Linked DNA regions of Sus scrofa: region 1 is linked to region 2. A link is a contact called in public HiChIP or PLAC-seq data. All regions are on one chromosome and are shown on one strand. Each heading gives the region's core, a stretch centred on a gene start, on an enhancer-like site or on the middle of the called end of the contact. The rest is flanking DNA. Distances are from core to core; before and after follow the strand shown. Region 1 holds the start of DDIT4 (DNA-damage-inducible transcript 4). Region 2 overlaps DNAJB12 (dnaJ homolog subfamily B member 12).

Evidence for each region. HiChIP or PLAC-seq counts read pairs in DNA pulled down with a chosen protein or histone mark.
Region 1: a contact with region 2 is called in an H3K27ac HiChIP or PLAC-seq map of skeletal muscle, with 3 times the contacts expected there. The contact joins the promoter of DDIT4 here to the enhancer-like site in region 2. A contact is called at or near these places in 5 of 5 promoter capture datasets (fetal liver, fetal skeletal muscle, liver and 1 more), 31 of 47 Hi-C or Micro-C datasets (adipocytes, alveolar macrophages, blood and 15 more) and 2 of 2 datasets of contacts at active chromatin or transcription factors (alveolar macrophages and skeletal muscle).

Annotation. Positions count from the first base shown.
Region 1 is chr14:75,116,090-75,120,828 of Sscrofa11.1, reverse strand. It overlaps DDIT4 (DNA-damage-inducible transcript 4), which reads right to left and starts at 3,121. Exons shown (of 3, transcript NM_001243452.1): 1 at 2,972-3,121; 2 at 2,583-2,845; 3 at 922-2,299. The coding sequence starts at 2,784. The coding sequence ends at 1,806.
Region 2 is chr14:75,166,346-75,171,119 of Sscrofa11.1, reverse strand. DNAJB12 (dnaJ homolog subfamily B member 12) reads left to right here. Exons shown (of 9, transcript XM_013983329.1): 9 at 189-2,044. The coding sequence ends at 238. Among named protein-coding and RNA genes, the nearest start is that of DNAJB12, 21 kb to the left of the region's middle. Within about 2 kb of position 2,674, at least 73 of the 83 cell types and tissues checked have an H3K27ac peak or open chromatin away from gene starts, as enhancers often do. A contact at or near this core is called in alveolar macrophages, brain, embryonic fibroblasts and 8 more, where this site is marked.

The sequences.
Region 1 (4,739 bases), core at 1,872-4,371, 51 kb after region 2:
CAGGGGGGCATCTGCGTTTAACCGGGGCTCGGAGACATTTGACTGCACGCTCACGGGGAAGAAGTACTGTTTTACAGCTGGACAAACAAGGCCCGTCTGGGACCAGGAAGAGAAACAAGGGCGATAACACCTCTCCAGAGGCCGATGTGGGAGGACTAGCCAACAGACCCAGGCAGGGAGGCGTGGGAAGGGCCTTGGCCTTCATCTGGCCCAACCCCAATTTCACTGATAAGGAAATTGGGGCCCAGAGAGCGCAGTGAGTCCAGGTCCCAGAGAACATTCATGAGACAGGCCCGCAGTCCCCTGGCTCTCTAAGCCCATGTTTGTGTTCTGCTCCAGCTTGAGAGGCCACACCTCCTCGCAGAGGCAGGTCATGCCCCCTCTCTGAGCCTTGGGTTCTTTGTCAAGTCAGAGGCTTGAACTGAGTCTTTGTCAAACTCCATTACCTAGTGCTCCTGCTCCCTAGTCTTTTCACATCCAGAGATACAATTTGTACATTTCATGAGTGTAGAACAAATAGGACTGTGCCTTTTTTCACAAAGAAAAAAAAGTCTCTTGCAGTCTTTCAAGTACCTAGAAGGACCTTGGACTCAGCGGTCCTTTGTACCTGGGCCTTCTAACCCAGAGCAGCCAGGTGAGCTCCCCCTACCCTGAGATTCTGGCTCAGTGGGAGGTCTGACTCACTCGTCACCTTCCAGGGCTTTCCGGCTCTTTCCCTGGGCCGCCTCAGCCAGCAGAACCAAGGGAGCCAGGGTTCTTGACACAGATGGCACTCAGTCTACACATCTCCATTACCAGGCTGGCAGGCAGCCCCCGAAAGGTACAGAGAAACACACAGGTGGATCAGCGTCTGAAGAAACCCACCTGTGCCAGCACCCTTGACCCTCCCTTTTATTTCTTGGCACTGAGAGCAGACAACTCTTTTAACAAACATTTTCTTTTTTATTAGAAAAGTACAAAATATTGCATAGGTCTTAATACTTGAACATCAAGTGTATTCATGAACAGCGAGTATCTTCATGTAAACAGTTCTAGATGGAAGACCCAGATGGTACTCCTCTGGGGGAGGGGTTCCAGCCCCCAGCCCAATCAGCCCCATCCCCTTACAGGGTGACCCTTCAGTCCACATCTGGGGATGGGCCAAACGCAGCTTCCAGGTGTATTTTTTTCTTCAAGTGTCAAAGATCCCCAAGTGATCCTAACACCCACCCCTTCCTACTCTTACATTCATGCGTCTGTAAGATAGCTGCCTGGAACAGGTCAGTAGTGAAGCTCTGATCAAAACAAACAAACAAACAAACAAAAGATACAAAAAACAAAGAACAGACATTTGGCCCCTTCGGACCATAAGATACACAAACCACCTCCATGACCTCCCCCCTCCCACCAGGGCTGGCTGCAGCGAGCACACATCCCCCCTTGCAGAGGCCAGTGCAGCCCAGCTGCTCTCCTGGCTCTGTCACACCACTGTTGACTTAACTGTCTTACTGTCAGTAACAATAAAAATAATAAGGTACATGCTACATAACACATCCAGCCAGAAGCCTGGTTGGCCCCTAAGCCTTTGTTTCATGCTACAGTACAGAGGGGCGGGGTGTGCCCCCAACTGGGAGCCACCCATACATGCCCCATTGAGCTTTCTAGGGAAACAGTAGGTTCCCCCCAGCTCAGCCTTCCTCCCCTCAGGTGGCTGTTGTCAGTTTTCTAACGACAGGCAACAGGCCCTCAGCTCCTGCCTGCCAACGTCCACCCCAAAAGTTCAACTGTCTCTGCCATGGGGGCAGTGTCGGCCCCCAGGCCCAAGTTCAACATTCTTCAATGAGCAGCTGCTCGGAGCTGTACAGCTTCTTCTTGATGACTCGGAAGCCAGTGCTCAGCGTCAGGGACTGGCTGAAGCCGGGGACGAAGGGAGAGTTGGCGGAGCTAAACAGCCCCTGGATCTTAGGCCAGAGGCGTGAGTCCAGGCGCAGCACGAGGGTCAGCTGGAAGGTGGGCACAAGGCTGGGGTCGAGGGCCAGCTGGCCCACGCTGTGGCAGCTCTTGCCCTGCTCTACGCAGACGTCCAGCAGCGCCCCCCGCAGGCCGCACGGCTCACTATAGGCCAGGCGCAGCAGTTCTTTGCCCACCTGGCTCACCAGCTGGCCGGGCATCAGCAGGCGCGCGGGGCGCCGCGAGCCCAGCCGCGCCTGGGCCAGGCTCTCCTGCAGCAGCTGCATCAGGCTGGCACACAGGTGCTCATCCTCAGGGTCGCTGAGCAGCTCGAAGTCAGGCAGGGACACCCCATCCAGGTATGCAGAGTCTGGAAGGGAAAGCACATAGGGAAGGAAGGTAAGAGCAGTTCCAAAAGGAGGAGGTGCTGTTTCGCTAAGAAAGCAGCACTCCTCTTGCCCCTCCGTGCCTCAGTTTCTGCCGCACACTCATCATACCCTATGCTTCAACCCCCTCCTCTGGCCTGTCCCCGCTCTGCGATCTGGATTCTGGTGGCCTACGAAGCCAAGGTGGCTTTGACTCTTTTCAGCGAGGTCCTTTCTCACCTTCCCCGCCCCTCGAGTCGCGTCCGGCCCTCGCCCGCGGCGGCTTACCTTCCTCCGGCCCAAAGCCACTGTTGCTGCTGTCCAAGGACTCGCAGTCCGAGCTCTCCAGGCTCGCGCAGCGACCGAGCCCTTCTTCCCGGGCCGCTGACCCCCAGGCTGAACGCGGAGGCTGATTTGGGGTGGGAGTTCGGGACAAGGACGAAGACGAAGAGGAGGAGGACGACGAGAAGCGATCCCAAAGGTTAGGCATGGTGAGGACGGACGCCAGGACGTTTGCAGATGAGCTCACCGGTGCTGGAGCGCAGAAGACGCTGTAAGACAAGAGCGACACGGGCCCGGCGTCAGTCTGAGGGGTGGACCAGACTCAGAGCGCTACGACCCCCGCGGCTGAGGCCTCCCTGCTCATCGATCCGCGCACACACAGAAGGGACACTCACCAGCTAGAGCAGTTAGCGAGAACTGCTCTGACGAGTGCGTACAGCCGCTTGACCGCTTGAATGGGTGCGCGAACTGGTGCCAACCCCCGAGCTCTGCCCAGACCTGTCCCTTCTCCTCAGCCTCACCTCCCCCTCGGCCTGCCTCGGTCCCTAGCACCAGCGCCGAGGGACCTATAAGGACTAGCGCGGGGAGGCCACACCCCTTCCGCGCCACGGCCCAATCCAGACCCGGGAGTGTGGCCCATCTCGGCCAATGGACTCCGGGCGCACGTTCGCAACGTTCTCTCCTGCCCGGTGACAGCCGCCTGGCCCCGCCTCCGTTGAGCCCCAGAAAGCTCTCGGCGGAACCCCCGAGCCACGGCCACGCCCCCTTTCTGGAAGGGATCCGCGGCGGCGGCGGCGGCGGCGGCGGCGGCGGCTGCAGCTGCCAAGGTCCCCGAGGGCGCTCGCGGCAGGGGAGGATCAAGGAAAGACTTGTTTATTATAGGGTCGTATTGCTGGGGGAGGGGTTAGGCCGCGGCCGCGCGGGGGAAGAGGCAGGGGAACTTGAGAGGGCAACAGGCAAGGAAAACGGTTGCCCTCAGCTTGTGGGAGCCTGCGAGCTATGGGTACAACTAGGAGCAGGGCTGGATGCCCGGGGGAGCAGACGTTAACCCAGCCCACTCTCGCGCAAGTACCCCACACTAACCTTCCTTACCAGGGGTCAGGATATGGGGGTGGGGCCCCAAAACAGCAGCTCAGAGCACTCTGCTCCCTTTCTGGGCGGCCGCACTTGCCTACTTGCCCGTTACTCTACAGACCCAGAGGATGGATTAATGAGGGGGGGCGGTGTCCATGCCCCCGATGTGAGCCTAGTTTCCTAACCGCGTCAGCGCCCACCCTCCAGCTGCCTTCAAAGACAGGGTTTGGGGAATGTGGTTGAAGGAATATTGATAGGCCCCAGTTCCTGGCGCTTGGTCCGGGAGCTGCGAACTGGGACCTACATCAGACGGACACACTGACCCACCCGCCGGCCCTACCGACCGACTGCGGTGCAGCAGTGCCTCCCCAGCCAGCTGCAGCTTAGAGGCCTCAGGCATCCGCCGGGTCCTAGCGCCCCTCTCTACCAAACGCTTTGTGTAAAAGACCTGGAGAGTTGCGTCAGGACCGAGGAGCTAGGTCTCCAGAAAAGCCCCGGAGTGCAATCGCCATCCCCTATTTCGTCATGCACACTGGGCCCCAAGAAATCAGGCCCGACGGCGGTGCTCAAAGAGTGACAGAGGTTGCTGACGGTGGGAAGAGGTTCGGACGGATTCGACCTTTATTTATTTAAAGGTTCATCAATCTGGGACACAGGATTCTGATGGAAGAGAGAACCCAGCTTACATCAGATGCTCCCTCCCGTCCCGGGGCGGGCCAGAGCCTAACCAGATCAGACTGGCAGGCCTCGCCTAGGGGCAGACTTGCGCGTGACCGAAGACACTTACAGGAGTAGTCGGGCCACTGCCACTCCCCCCCCCCATTAAAATTAAAAAAAAAAAAAAAAAAAGGCTGACCGGTGGGCCTTTTGGGCAAACCAAGACTTAAGACTGTAAAGCACCAGAATTCAAACCTTGCATCCCACTCCCACTTTCCAGATGGGAAAACCATCTCTGGAGACGAATTTATGGATTAAAAAAAAATAAATTAGAGGGCTCAGATTAGGAGATAAAGACTGCTGCAAAATAGTCGCTTAGCCACCTGGGCTTTCAAGGCCTGAAGACCAGCCCGTCCTTTTTATCCTCCAAGT
Region 2 (4,774 bases), core at 1,425-3,924:
TCCAGCTACAGACTCTACTTTGAGGCCTTTCTGGCTAGTGCCTCTGGGAGGAAAAGAGACTGCAGGGGGCGGTGGGGGCGGGGCTGAGATGGGCAGGACAGGGCCAAGGAGCTGGCTGTTAGTGTGGGCTGAGTTAGAGACTCCGGGGCACATGCTGCCAAGCTAACTGTTACCACTCTCCTCCCCAGACTATGAAATCCCTGGAGAATTTTTGGTGACGTGCACTGAGCCAAGGTGATGGACTGTATGTTTAAGGAAAGACATAACAAGAAAAAAAATTAAAATGGAATTGGAGGCCGAATGCCACACAACTGCCCTCTCTCTCACCCAGTAAATGCAGAAAGCTCTTAGAACAGACAGGAAAACCTGCCACGGGGCTGCTTCCCTTCCTCCCAAGGATGGCAAAGGCTCAGGCTCCACATCGGCTCTCTCCTAGGATACAGAAACCATGGCAACGAAAGTAGAATGTAAAACTTGCAGCAAATGTCTATGGGAAGGGCTGGGGGAAGGGGCACCCAGCTGCCTTTCTTCCCCCTCCCTGAAGCCACCACCAGTCACCTCAGTGGAAGCAATCAGAGGTGTTGGCCAAGGAGAAAGAGGAAGATGAAAGCGAACTCTCCATAGAATGTAATTTATAGATGCGTGTATATGTATATATCTATTTATATGTAAATAGCATATATAAAGAGATATATATATATATAGCCTACTTTTTAAACTATGCAGGGATTTGGTTAAGTTGTTCAGTTAATTTCTTCCCTGTTTTAGAAAACAGCTTGGGGAAGGTAGCCTGGTCCTTCAAAGGCTAGACATTAGCCATAGCTGACAGCATAAGGAAAGTCGGGTCCTAGCTTTTAACAGTCCCCTCAACCCCAGCCTGGTTTTGATGGCAGCAGCAATCATGACAGTATAAATCTGTGGAAAACTTGGAAGGTTGCCAGGTTTATGGTTAAGCTGGGGGCGGGGGCAGGGTGTGGAGCAGGCTGCAGGGGGAGAAATTCCTCCTAAGGCCAGGCGCCAGGTTAGTATGGAGTCACAGTGGAGGCCCCAAACGGCCTGTAGGGATGAGACCACCCCCCTACACCCCACCCCGCCAAGCTCTGGCCAGCTCAGGTGGGCGCTTTGCCTGGTGCCCAGGAGCCCTCTGACCCCTAGCCACAGAGAACAGCAGGGTTGGCGGGGGACCAGGTTCTGCCTGACCACCAGCCCCCTTTAGTTCCTAAATCAGTTTGGCCTTATAGGTGCCCCAGGGCACAGCCCCATTGTTGCTACTGATTTTTCCTAAGTCGTGGAGCAAGGACTTTAGATGGCTTTTTCTCCAAGATTCAATCAGGTGGTGCCCAGGACGCTGGGGCAGCAGCCAACTCCTGAAAAAAGTCCATGACCATGGACATCTCTGTCTCTACCCTCCATGGACATGACGCCACCCGGCCTTCTCTTGCACATTGGACAAAGGATGCACCTGAACCATTTTCTTACTTTCACCGTCAAATGAGGATTTTTCTCAAAACAGCAGTTGCTGCCAGGGGGAAGGGAGGGAGGTTTTATTTATTCCCACAGTTTATACTGGGCCTTTTGGAATTACCTTTTTTTCCCCAAATTTTCCTCTGGCGGTGAGTGTGTCACTGAGCCTGCCATCCTCCGAAGCCTTACTACCCCAAGCTGCCAGCCAGGAGGGGATAACCACCCTCCCAGAGCTTCTCTCAGCTCTTTTTTTAAAAGTCCCCAACATAGGATTCTTGCTGGGAAAGGAAGCTTGGTTAAGAAATGTCAAACATGGTTTTTACAAGGTCTTGCCCTGTGACGAAGCAGCCACCCCAGTCCAGAGAGATGCTCAGAACTGGATGTGGGTGAGAGCGCCCTGCCCACAGTGGCCCCGGTGCTCTGCGCCCACCACCCCGACCACCTGGTCTCAGTAGATGTCCCTAGATGGGCTGAGCCATGTGCAATAAGAACGTAGATCCTAATGGATCCCCTGAGAAGCTGTATTTCTTGAATTAGAATTCTGAAATTGTATATCTATAAATATATGTTTATTACGTGATTGGCTGGCCTTGGTGGGTCTGTGTTGGGCAAGGGGGATGAGCTGGGGGCGGGCACAAGCACCTGTTGCTGCTGACACGGTACAGCCCAGACCACAGGGAGTTTTTGGTGGCAAGCCTAAGGGTCCCGTCCCCCCCCCCCGACTCCCCACCGCTGGCCCGGCCCCAGGTGACAGCCACTTCAGTCACAAGTGTACCCCTCCAGGTAAGGGTAAGAGGCTCAATTGGGCCAGGACCCTGAGGTTCCTGATACCGGTCCAGGGTGGGCAACCTGGGCCATGATCACAGCCTCTGCCTCCCCCTCGTCCAGCTCCCTCCCTTCATTCCCTTGGGCCTGCTGTGAGGCAAACATTCAGAACCTCCCTTCCCCCACCCTGGATCCAGATCGAGGGAAAAGTTCTCCCAAGTTTCCATCTGTGGTTGCACTACCTTCCCAGCCATCCTTCCCACACTGGCTCCACAGCCCGCCCTCCTCCCCCAGAAGATTGGAAAAGTTAAAAATGTGGCAGCCCCGGTAAGGCTTTCTGTGAATGGAGCAGCAGATCTGCCCGGGCCTCCCAGAGACAGAGCCCGGCAGCCCTGACTGGTGGCCCGAGGCCCCTCCTGCGGCTGCTCCAGCCAAAGACAGGCAGGCTGCCCGGTGGTGCCACTGCAGCCCGGGAGCTCATTGGCTGCCCCCACCAGGGTCACCGCAGCCTGCCCGGCCCGCTCTGCGAGCTGCCACTTGTTGGCTGCAGTTAGCAGGGGCGTTGCCAGCCGCCCCTGTTTACCCACCCCAACTCCCTGCCCTCGTGTGTGGCTCTGAGAGCCAGAGGGGTGGGAGAGACTCCTTCCAACTGTTTGCTGTAAAAAAGAGCCTTTGACAAGTGTCCCCACCCACTGTCAGGTGGCAAACAAGGCTCTCGTCCATCCAAGCTCCTGGGATCAGTCAGCTTATCTTTTGGTCCCAGGCTGCCGCCAGGTCTCCCAAGGACAAGGAGCACACACCCCAGCCCTCCCCACCGGGCAGAGTCTCCTGGGGCAGAGTCTCCTGGCCTTTGAGGGAAGGCACACAGACAGACTCAGCTAAATAGGCGGTTGACAACAGTGTTGGCTCTTGAGGAACTCAGAATCCTTACCAAATGTCACACCATGTGATTTGAGTGAGTCAGCCCATTTGCCAGAGTAGGAAACTAAGCCCTAGGGTAGGGAACGTGATGCCCAAGGCTCTCCATAAAACTGTGCATGTCTTTGGGGTCTGTGGAGCAGAACCATCATTTTGAAAACATTTGCTGAACCCGAATTCACTGTCCTTGAGGGGATCAAATCCACTCGTACCAAGAGGAGTGGCAGGAACCCTGAGTTCAGAATGGTGGGAAAGGCCCTAAGGAAAACAGGATTTAATCTGAGGAGCTGGGTGTGTGTGGGCTGCCCTTGTGAGCCATACCCCCTGCCTCCTGGTGGTGACAAAGGTGTCCACCTGGCTTGTGGGGCACATTCCCAGGGCTGGTGTCACCTCTGAAAGGCAGCACAGTGGATCCGTTGGGTGTGGGTGTAGACCCCACAGCCTGGCTTGCCTGGGTTGATCCATGTACTGACTGGGTAGCCTTGTGTGTGTCACTCAACCTCCCTCTCCCTCTATGGCCTCATCTTCATGTGAGTAATAAAACCACCTACCTCATTGGGTCACTGTGAGAAGTAAAAGTGATCACATATACACACTTTAAAAAACCAGCCTGGTACATAGAAAGCTCTGTTTTAAGTATTGTTATTCATCCTCAGTCAAGGAAGATTGACTGAGCACAGACTGGGTGTGAAGTCCCCACCGAAACCACAACTACGACTGAGACTCGGCCTGCCCGATAGGAACTACGGGTGTGAAGGAGCCGGTGATCAGCAGACCCCGGTGGGCAGAGGACTGTGAGAAAAACAAACCCTGGAGCATGGCAGGTGCCAGCAGCTCTGGCTGGAGGTAAAGAAACGGTCACCTGTGAAGGAGGAGGGAGTTGGGACAGGGCTCCAGGTGGGGTGGACACTCTGCTGCAGGGGACAGTGTGGACAAAGTCCTGGAGCTGGGAAAGTCCAGAGTGACCGCATTCAGGGAACAGTTCACACGCCAGGGCCCCAATCTATAGTTGTCATCTTGCCAGTCACAACCAGTGGCCTTGGGCGGAGAAAGAACCTTACTAAGAATGAATGAGTGAGAGAGCCTGTGTCTCCTGAATCCTGGCAGTCCCCTGTCCCCTCTGTTAGGCATTTGGCAAGAGCCTCTGAACCCTTCCTCGTGCTGGGCTCTGCCCTGTAGCCTGTATGGGTGGCCATGCAGGAGCAGGGAGGGCAGTGGGGGGCAGAGGCTGGCAAAGCTGGAGGCCTAGGTTGTGGTGTTCACACTGTTACCTCGTCCGCCCCGACCCTCATGGAGGGATGTTTCACCAGGATCAGAGCCCAGGCTTCTGATCACTTCCAAAGCCCCACAGCTGTTTAGGCAGGAAATAAAGGTCCAGCGCCCACACAGGACAAAGGGTTCAAGGGGCAGCTCTAGGACCCCCCACCCCCACCCCACGGCCAAGCAGCCCTCCCAGAGCCCAGGAGCTGGGGCTTTGCCTGGGAGAAGAGTGGGGAGTCTGACCACAGCACCTTATTTACCGGGTCCCCCTACCCCTTCATTAATTTAGTCTAAACAAAGTCCAAGGGAGGGCAGGCTGCCTTGAGTAGCTCTGACTCTGGCTGGGGTTTTCCTTGGGGAGGGCAGG